2 separate regions of the Anas platyrhynchos genome follow, and region 1 is linked to region 2. Evidence: chromatin contacts called from public Hi-C data. All regions are on one chromosome and are shown on one strand. The core of a region is the stretch at or near the end of the contact, and the rest is flanking DNA. Distances in the headings are between cores, read along the strand shown.

Region 1 (5,159 bases), core at 2,429-4,928, 79 kb after region 2:
TCCCTCCTACGCTCTCTGCAGCCCTCTCCTCTCCTTCAGCCTGTCCCAAGCCTGTCCCTCGCCCATGTCCCTGGCTCTACCTGCTGCAGCTGCGGCAAGCTTGCACGGGCAGCTGCAGGGGAAGGGGGGACGGAGCTGCTTGGAGAACACGAACAGGAGCTGGCGTATTGCGAGGGAAGGATGTGGCTGTTGAGCCGCTGCCAAAAGAGGAATTGTGGAGTTTGAAAAAGCTGCCACATAGTGCCGGGACGACAATTACACAGGACCGGCGCGGGACACCGACAACTGGTTCCCATCAAGCGGGGACTGGTTGTGTCTGCCAGTATCATCAGCCCGTTCCCAACACGAGGTCTGGAGCGACCGGAAAGTGAAGTTTCTGAAATTTGCACTGCAGCAGAAAACAAAATCCATTCTTCTGCCTTCGCTTGTGGGTTTGGGTGCAATATAAACAATAATAAATAGCAGAGATGACTAAAATAGGAAGGCTGATTTTGCAGGCATGGCAGCAGCAAAAATAGACATATTTTGTAAATAAAGATGTCCTGGAAATAAGAGATGCCTGAGTTTCATGCGCATCAGCTCAGCTGTTCTGGCTTGGGGACTTCTCGGCCAGTAGTGCAGAGGGGATTTGTGCAGGCGCAAATGATCAGTAACCAAGTGCATGCACGGAATTCCCTTTGTGAGAAGCAGGGCTAGGAGCTAATCTGCTTGTGGCCGTCACGTTAACCCACAGGCTCTGGTTAAATTGGGACTGGAGCTTTACTTAAACAGAACAGGTTAAAGCAAAGCGTGTGAGGGGAGCTGCAGCTGTATTTCAATTCATCCAAAGCCTGCACGTGTTGTAGAAGAAATTGAGCTACATCAGCACGACTTGGGAGAACAACGCTTTCGCGCTGACCTTCTTCCAGAACACATCCATGTCTTCGAGAGCAAACAGGTCTCAGTTTGGTGATCTTGTCTCAAAAAGGGAAAAATAAAATGAGAAGAGATACAGAGGAAGGGATCAGGACAGTGGAAGCGATGGAGTAGAGAGGGCATGTGGAAAAGCTACAGAAAGGAAGGGGCTGCAGCATGGAAGAGCAGCACCTCGGGGCAAGCAAAGGCGGAGAAATCAGAAGGATGACACGGACCTAGAGTTTTATTCCTTGCAATGCAAGAGCTAAGGAGCGCGGAGAGAAACTATCAGGTCCAAAGCAGACAAAAGGAAGCACTTTTTCACACAACACATAATTACGTTGTGGAACTTACTGCCACAGGATGTCACGGAGGCCAAAAGTATAAATGAATTCAAAAAAAAAGGATTAGACGGATTCGTGCAGCCTGCAGCTCAGGAAGTCTCCCCGCTGCTGATTGCCGGAAGCCGGCAGGGTACGCCGGAGGAAGGATTGCTTTATTCGTTCCCTCTTCCGAAATCCCTTCCTAAGCATCTGCAGCTGGCCATGGCCAGGCGCTGGTCACACTCATGCCTGTATCCTCCTGCTAATTCCCTAAAGATGGAGCCTGATGGACCACAGCCATCACCCAGATGGGGCTGACCCCAGTTTTGCTCCCTTGGACCTGCTGCGGTCGGCGGTGGCCGGTCTTTGCTGCTGCACTGGGTGATGGAGCCCTGAGGGCTCCCGAGCCAGCCTTCCGCTCCTCCTGCCTCTGGGATTAAGCACCAAAATCTCCGCTGCAAAGCCCCCTTTGAACATGGCCGGCAGATAATGCGCATGCTGATTAAAAAAAGAGAAAAACCAGCACAGGGGAAAGTTAAATATTAAAGAACTGCAGCCCGGCTTTAACGGCTGCCGCCATCCCTCCTTCATCTTGTGCCAGCTGCCCCCAGGATACTTGAGCTGACGCTGGGTTTCTACCTTGCAAAGGCGGCTGCTATTTTAATGAAACTGTAATTTTTCACTAAGGGACAGGAGGAACATCTGGTCTCACTTCAGCAGGACAACATCCCCTCTCTATTTACACGTGTGGTGAGATTGGTGCAGCTCTCGGCTCTTCACTCCCTGTCCCGTACACGCGATGCCGGGCAGCACAGGGCCGAGGCTGGCATGAAACACCGAAGATGTGGGCTGGCAAGATCCCATCCTGCCAACAACCGGTTCTTGCTGCCCACTGTGCTGCTGCCAGCATGGCCATGGAAGGTGCTGTCCCTGTCCATCCATCCCCGTGGAGAGAAAACACAGCTGGAAAGCTACCGGCTATACTGCCTGCCCCTGACATGCAGCTATTTGGGCAGCATCCCTTATTTCAGGAGAGCTGTGCTGCTTGTTAAGTAGTCTCGTAAGCAGATCTGTAAAACCCTCCTGCTGGTTCTAATGAGCAGGGGACTGGCATTTTAAAATGTAGTCTTTTAATGGGTCTTTTCAGGAGATGGAGCTGATCCCCTGGCCAGTGGGAGCTGATGGCAGCAGATACTGTGATGATGGCTGCATGGGTTGTGTTTTATCTTTGGGCAACAAGGAAGGAATGATGGATTTATCCCTATTTTTCTTGCTAAAGCCCTGGTTAGGTGACTTGGATTGAACTTTGCGTAGCACATAACCCCTGGATTTATCTGCATCTATAGGAACACGAGCTTCTTTCTCTGGGCCGCCTATCCTACTACTTTATCCAGCCTATCTCTGCTGTATTTTTGCACCGTGTTGCCTAAACAGATGGGTTCCCTGCCCTTGCTATTGTAAGCAGAGACAGATGCAAATACATAGGAACTTATGGCCTGTCGTGTGGTTACCTAGAGAGGCCGTTGTCTGCAAACAAAGGGTGTGCAAAGACACAGACAGCCTCGCTTGGGGTAGCCTTGAGATGCACGGCCCCAAAATGATGCTGCCCTTACATGTCTGCTGTTGGAGCTGAATGCAGCAGTGGCACCTTCCAAACAGAACCGGTCGAGAGCTGTGAGATGATGACATGTCGGAAGAAAGGAGGAGCAAAATGTATATGCCTCCCCTCCCCATCCTCCAACCTATTGTTCCTTTAGGAGTCCGAATAAACAAAGGAAAGCGCACTGGTCTGGAGCACAAGGCAGCTGCGTCAGCAGCTCACCTACGTGCAAACACAGCCCCCGTCCTTCCCTACCCCCAGAGGGTTCTGGCTCAAGCTGTATTTAAAATAAAATGCCAGGACCCCAGAGTTGGGTGTGACAGAAGGAAATGGGGTCTCCGAGCAAGAATTGTGCTGTGGTGAGCCATGGCTGTGTGCGCTGGTCACACCAGGCCATCGGCCTGTAGCACACAAGCTGGATTGAGGGTTGGCCAAGAGGAGATTTAGGATGTTAGAGAAGCACAGAAACAGCTTAGGCATTTCGGGAGCACCAGCACGCAGGGGTGTAACCATGTAAGGGTCCCATCAGCAGCCCAGCAAGAGCAGTGCTGCGGTGTCACAGCTCCAAGCCCCCTTCCCTCCTCAAGTGGGCTCCCTCAGCCACCACATGAGCCTCAGCGCTTGGTCCCTCAGCCTTTATGGTGCCCGACATGGTCTCTGCAAGGCTTCTGGTGCTTTGTTTTCGTTGGGGAGTCAGTGATGGGGCATTGAAGGGATGGGCAGCGACATTGCTCCATGAGCGCAGCACTCCGTCCTCCCTCAGGCGAGGCAGAGGAGCGCAGCCCGGGCTGCTTCACCAGGAGCCGGGCGAGGAGCCGGTGCCATCCCAGCAGCCCCCGTCCTGCCCTTCATTACGGCTCCAGGTGCCGGCTGATAGAGGGCACCAGGCACAGCAACTGCGCCGCCATCGCCCGCCCTCGACGCCCGAGGCCCGGCCCCGTCCCGCAGCAGCGCGGGGGGGCCCGGAAGGCGGCGCGGGGCGCGGAATGGCGGCGGCGGCAGCGCTGCGGTGCGGGGCGGCTGCCTCCTGCCCGCTCCCCTCCCCATTTCCCCATTCCCCTTCCCACTTCCCAGCCTCCTCTCTCTCCATGCTCCCTATTTTTGCCCCCATACTCCCCTCCCGTCCCCCTTTCCCCATCCCTTTCTACCCCTTTTGCCCTCACTGCTCCCCAGCTCAGCCCCAGGACCCCCCTTTCCATCACCCTCCCTGAGGTGTCCCCGTGCCCCTTCATTTCAGGATCAGCGCCCTGGGCCTGGCCTCGCTGCGGGGTGCCCGTGGCTACCGAGTGGCTCAGTGCACCGAACTGGCCAAGCCCCTGATCCTACAGGACCTTCCGGCCCCCCCGCTGCAGCCCCACCAGGTAGGGCCATGGGGTCTCGCAGGAGCGGGACAGAAACCCTTCAACACGTGCTGTCCACTGCCACCAGGACAACTTCTTGGGGACAGCCCCCGTGGCCACAGCAAAAACAAGCTGCTGACCCCAGGACTCGTGCTCCAGGGTTTAATGTTTGTCCCCTTTTCCTGCAGGTCCGTGTGGGTGTCCAGTACTGCGGGTTAAATTTTGCTGATATCTTGGCCTGCCAGGGTCTGTACCAGGACAGACACACTCCTCCCTTCACCCCTGGTGAGTAGGTGACCGAGCTGTGCAGAGGGGGCAGTGCCAAATGTGCTCGAGTGGCACATCCTAGGGAGATGAGCAGCCCTGCGAGGAGAAGGCTGCTGCCAAGAAAGCATCAGCTGACTTGACAAATCTTTTAGGGTCCATAGGATCATGTTTTAACACCCTCTGATAATACCCGACGTAACATATTGCATTTCGAAGGTGGCATGCAAAGAGAACTTGCTAGTCTGGGGAGAACAACAGGAAGTATTGTTTGCCTGGAAGCTATGAACACCAAAGCACAGAGTGGTTTTGGGCAGGGCTGGGTCCTTCTGTCCAGAGCTGCAATAACCACCATAAGCGCATGTGGCTGAAGGCACCTCCTCTCCCTCCACAAAATCTCTCTGCCCCAGCGCCTTCCAGCAGCGCTGCGCACAGGCAATGTGTGTGTGGTGCTCCTTCGGGCTGTGACAGCTCCTTTGGCTCCACCAGCCCAGGAACTGCTGTCTCGCAGCAAAAAAGATGTGCAAAAAAAGCACATTTCTGAAGTCTCACGGTGTGGAAGCGCCTTCCTTCCTCTGCAAAAATATATTGGTATTCCAAACTGAAAGAGTCTTGCCTTAACGAGCAAGCACTTGCTGTCCCCCGTGCTGATGCTGCCATCTTCTGCCCAACTGGTGCTTTGCTGCTGAAAACTTCATGGCTTGGCCCAGGGATCTGCTCCATGTGCACTGTGTGGGT
Region 2 (5,252 bases), core at 2,389-4,888:
AAGTCCTTCTCTAAACCTTTTCCTCCCACTCTCCCTATGAAGGGAAATATTTCAACCTTTGTAGACACACCTGATCATAGCTCAAGACGGATAACATTCAGTGCTATGCCAGCAACAGGTATAATAAGCCCAGGCTGTGCTCAGCCATATACAGAAGATTGCAAAGAACAAAGAAAAAAGCAAAAATTTAGGTTATGTCCAAGAGGTAGGAAGCCATGGGATTAGAGTCAAACTCATGGACATTTATATAAAATAAAATCTGTTCCAGTAATTTGAAATCATTCCTGCTTTATCTTGAAATATTTAAACAGGGTAAATCTATAGCACAGTAATTGAGCAAACAAACCCAGAAATATTATCAACTTCTAATGCCAACGTATGTGTGAGAGTCCACAGACATCAAATATAACAAGAAAAAACATATCAAGGTGTAACCTGCGAGAGGGAACTTATCAGCATTTATTTGTTCAAAATGTTTCAATCAACTAAAATGTGCCTATTCTTTAACCACACGGACATTACCTTCATACCACGGCACAACGCCCAGTCCTACATGCTATATATACACACACACACAGTAATTTTATAATTAAGGCAAAGATGGTTGCAATAGCTTTGAGTATTCCATGCCAAGGGCCACCCAATCCTGTTTGCTACATTTAGCTAGAGAGAAGGCAAACCTTTGCCTCAATTTGCCTTCTGACTGCAGGAAGGATGACTGTATGGTGTGAAGGCTGCACGCTGCAGCTCAGCGCTCTAACGCAGCCACCACCAGCGTCCCATTTCCCAAGCTCATGTCCGCACTGATGCGAGGAGATAGGTTTACAAAGCCACGGTGGCTTTACTTACCATTAAAAGCAGCAATAATGCAGAAAGATGGAGTGGCAGAGTTAAATGCAGGGCAAAGAACTCCAGCAAGGAGTGGTGGATGCACACAGTTTGCTGTCACCTCTTCCATGCAACCGGCATCTGGGCCAGCTAGATTATGACTGTGAGTGCTACTGCTATCCCTACATGCAGAATAGGTTAGCTCCCTCCTTTCACGCTCATCACTAACCTCATGAGCAACAACAAAAAGGAGGAGATGAAGAAATGGCCTTCCCATTTCACCAACGAAGGCCAACAGGCACGGGCTGAGCGGCCCACGTGTGTTCCTCTCACCTCTTTCTCCCTGTTGAGCAGCACCAGCTGGCTGTCGGTCAGGATGCAGTATTTCCTCTCCCATGTTGTCGTATCGGTGTAGGGGGACTGGCCGCAGGACAGCCTGTGCGTAGGTGGTCCTTTCACATCTGCGAACAGAAAACCGGGATCCCGGAGTCATTAGCGTGTGTCATTACCCGCCCTCCTTCGCTTCTGTGGTTCTGCAGCAAGCTGCACACCAGAGCTGCAATCTGTACTCAGCAGCGCCTGGCTCAGCGTATTAAAAGACAAACTGCTAATCCTGGGAGGCACCCGTGGGGAACGCAATGTGAGGTACACCGGGAGTACTTAGTTATCTAGAGCATGACTTACGAAAATGGCAATGCCCGAGAAGAATATAAATGCTGTTGCTTAAGACTGAAATATAACCAAAAGCAAAGACCGAGAGCCTCACGCAAGCTCCATCTTCCCTCTGTTTCCTTCACAAAAGTGTGGGCCCTGAGCGTACCCGAACTCTTAACAAACTGGATTATTTGAGACTTAGGGAGGAGAGGCACAGGAAGAGAGACTGGGAGCAAGGCAGGCTGGCTTGAAGAAGGGAGGGAAAATCCAAAGGGACCGGCATTTCACTGAGAAGGGCTTAGTAGCACTCCTATGGCAGGAAGCTGTTTGGTAAAGCTGTGGCAGATAGGAGTCTTCCAGCATTTCCATTCAGTCACAGCCAGCACAGTGACAAAAATAAATAAATAAATAAAAAGTCGATTTGCTTCAGGTCTTTTAGGCTGGAGCACCACACCCCGTTGTGCAAGGCACCCTGTCAGTGCCCCGAGCAGGCTGGGTACAAAGAAGGCAGCCCGAGGAATTCAACTGAGCAGGCAACTCACTGTAAAAACCTCTTTACAGGAGACCGAAACACCACAGAGTAATGTAAAGGGGATGTATGCAACAGAGCCATTGGTAGCACCACGTATACAACTTCAGAAAATGGTTTGAAGTCAATCTCTGAAGTTCCACGTTCTGCATGATCTGTAACATTGAGCCTCACTTTTATCCTGCACTCAAGTTTTACACCTCTCTCTTTGCCCTGATCTAAGTGAGCACCAGTCGCTCTCAGGCTGTGCTCTGCAGCCTCCTGAAGCCTCCAAACCACAAAAAGCAAGCCCACTGCCAGCAGCTTCCCCTTGCTGTGCAGGAGCCCAGGATCCCCTCCTATGTGAGGAACCCAGCAGGCAAAAGGGGCGTTGAAAACCCACTTGAGGTGTTCTGCAGAGCTTGTCCATAAACCTGCAGTGGCACAAGGCTCAGAAGATGCTTGCTGTGACTGCTGCCCGCAGTCACCGCTAGAGGCCAGTGAATCCTCAGGCACCCAGCGCCCGCCCGGCTGCAGGGAGCCCTTGGAGCCCAAGCAGGAGCCCAGCTTGACCCTGGGTGCTCGGCCAGCTGCAGCCGTGGTGCTCCCAATCCCACCTCGTGGCTCCCAAAACCGCAGTTTCTCTCTGCTCTCCTCCTCCACACGGCAGCTTTGCCCCAGCGCCGAAAGGCACGTGTCTGCTCCTAACGCTGGGGAAGTAAAAACCCAGTTACGCCCCGAGATGCGTTCGGAGTCCTGTGGTGGTTCAGAGGAATACCTGAGACGTGCAATCTGATACGGGTAAGGAAGAAAAAGCAGAGGAATGCATCGCTCCTGCCACTCTGCACAATACTGAAATTCACCTCTGTTTCCTTGATTTCGGATGAGATAATTCAGACGGGAACCTGAGGTTCAGAGGCAGGCCGCACACCGTGCTGCCTGGCCTGAGGGGTGCTGCCATTCGGGGCAGCTCTGAGCCTCTCCCGGCAGCCCCAAACCCTGCTTGATACAGGCACAGCCCAGGGAAACCACCAGGGCCGCTGTGAAGCAAAAGCACGGCCGTGCAAGCTGCTGGGGCACAGGAGACTCTCTCAGGAGTCACCCACGGCTTTGGCCACCTCAGAGAGGCTCGCTCCTGAGGCAGGCTTTTGGCACACCTGCAGCTCACGTTTATGGCGGCTCCCAGCCCCAAACCGAACCAGACGCAGAATGTAAATGCTGCTGCTCCTGCTTAGCCCTTGGTTTCCCCAACAGCAGCAGAGGAACCCAGCCCGTGCCTCAACAAGCCCAAGCGAGGCCTGCAGGCTCTGGGCCTGCAAGCAGGCTGCAGGGTGAGGACAAAGCCCCGGACCCCAGCCGTGAGCATGTACCAGAGGTGAAGCCCAGAGCTTGGGGGCTCCAGCCCCTCAGGAAGGAAAGCCAGCTTTCTCCCGACACAAGGAAACCCTCCTGCACCCCCAGCAGAATCTAACAGTCATGACTTGTCCAGCCCCCAAAGACTTTTGCATTATAATTTCTGCTAACTACAGGCCTTGGCAGCACACCACCCGATTGATCTGCGGGGCCGCACAAAGGGATTAAAGAACAGCACGGCTCCTTCCACCGCAATAACAACTTCGGGACCTAACTGAGTCATCGGGCGCTGCGGGCCAGCCCCAGCTCTGCTGCCAAGTGGGCTGGCTACGTCAGAAGAGCTTTCTGCAGCCTGCTGGCAGCGCAGCGTGCCGTCACGGTGCCTGGAGCTGTCAGTCACGGCCTGGCGTTAATATCTGGTGTGCTGGCACCCTTCTGATCGCACAGCAGGACACAGCCCCGCTGCCCCCACAGTCTTCCACCCAGAGGAGCAGAGCATGGTGGGTTCCTGAGGTACCGGGTACCCCCGGCCCTCTCCCCAGGGCTGATGGTACAAAAGCACATCTCGCACACCAGAGGGGAGCTCACAAGGAAGCTGCCCACAACAGAAATCACAGTGAAAGCTCCGGTGTGTCCATGCCTAGCCACTTCTCTTCCTGTTTAAACCAAATGTCAGCTAGCCTGCCCAAGCAGACCTCTTCAGAGCCCCTTGCAACAGCTGTAACCCCAAAACTCACCCCGAGGGGTTCTACAGGTTTAGACTGAAGCTCTTTGGGACTTCACACAGTATCATGTATACACCCGGTTGCTTCACAAACTGTGTTTTGTTTTCTGGTTTCATGTTTAGTCTTCATTTTACATTCTTGGTCCCAAGTTTTCATGCGAATGGAATAAAACCTACCAATCCCTTCCACTAATGCCCTATAAACCTGATTTAGCACCACTGATCAGATCACTAAGGAAGGGAACGCCAAGGTCCACTACTGTCTGGGACCACTTAGCTTCAGGGCAAGGCTGAAAGTCACCTCGGGGCTATTCTCTGCCAGCTCATACAGCGCTGCCTATCGGTTCATACAAAGCCTTTGCCCGAGGTAACTCACCAATGAATGCAAATACTTCACTTTGGACAGGGGCTGGGGAAGACATGAGGCAGGCACACCCAAAAGCTCCAAGCCTGCAGACGTGTGTGGGACGGGCTCAGGCAGCCCCACACCTGAGCACACAGCAGGGAGAAGACGTCCTTCCTTCCTCCCCTGGTCTGCTGCAACCCGCTCCCTTCGGCCCTATGACAATGAGGCATTCAAGAAAGCAGATCAGTCAGCCTATACATGGAATAAAGGTCATGCCTTATGTGCCTACAAATGCTAATGGCAGTTAAGTAACAGCTTGGAAAAAATCCCCTCCTCTGTGCATCCTCCCCTGACACCCCGAGAGGAGCAGCGCTGCCCGCCTGGCACGGCTGAAGGTTTGAAGCTGGGCTGTTTTTCCTCGGGGCACTGAAATGCCATCAGGCACTTTATAAATATCCACAAAGCTCCCTTTCTCTCAGCCAAATGACAACTTGTACCTTATTATCAACTACAGAGCTAATGAAGGGAAAAAAAAAAAAAAAAAAGAGGAAAAAAGGCAAAAAAAGGGAACAGTCTTGCTGCGACGGCGTTTCAGATAAAGGTGTTGGTTGGGAACATGGAAACATGGAAAGAAGGAGCCAATGCCAAGCCCATCCCCACGGAAAGGGCCAAAACATTTTCTGAAAGCTGATGGCAGCTGAGGGAGCAGTACGAGCGCTATCAGATGGGAACATTTCTGATTCTTCCATTGCAACTATGCAACAATTAAAAAAAAAAAAAAAACACAAACAAAAGCAACTTCCAAACGCATTCACAAGCGGAGAGTACTTTCCAGTCAG

What was found. Hi-C and Micro-C count contacts between places; a contact is called where the count stands out from the background.
Region 1: a Hi-C map of subcutaneous adipose tissue shows a contact between it and region 2, with 2.4 times the contacts expected there. The contact joins the promoter of LOC101795071 here to the enhancer-like site in region 2. A contact is called at or near these places in 5 of 8 Hi-C or Micro-C datasets (F1 follicle, liver, skeletal muscle and 1 more).

Annotation. Positions count from the first base shown.
Region 1 is chr8:19,250,379-19,255,537 of IASCAAS_PekinDuck_T2T, forward strand. LOC101795071 (quinone oxidoreductase-like protein 2) reads left to right here and starts at 3,679. Exons shown (of 10, transcript XM_038183337.2): 1 at 3,679-3,826; 2 at 4,055-4,178; 3 at 4,346-4,442. The coding sequence starts at 3,804.
Region 2 is chr8:19,171,778-19,177,029 of IASCAAS_PekinDuck_T2T, forward strand. RASAL2 (RAS protein activator like 2) reads right to left here. Exons shown (of 19, transcript XM_038183330.2): 2 at 1,162-1,289. Among named protein-coding and RNA genes, the nearest start is that of RASAL2, 74 kb to the right of the region's middle. Within about 2 kb of position 3,639, at least 2 of the 8 cell types and tissues checked have an H3K27ac peak or open chromatin away from gene starts, as enhancers often do. A contact at or near this core is called in subcutaneous adipose tissue, where this site is marked.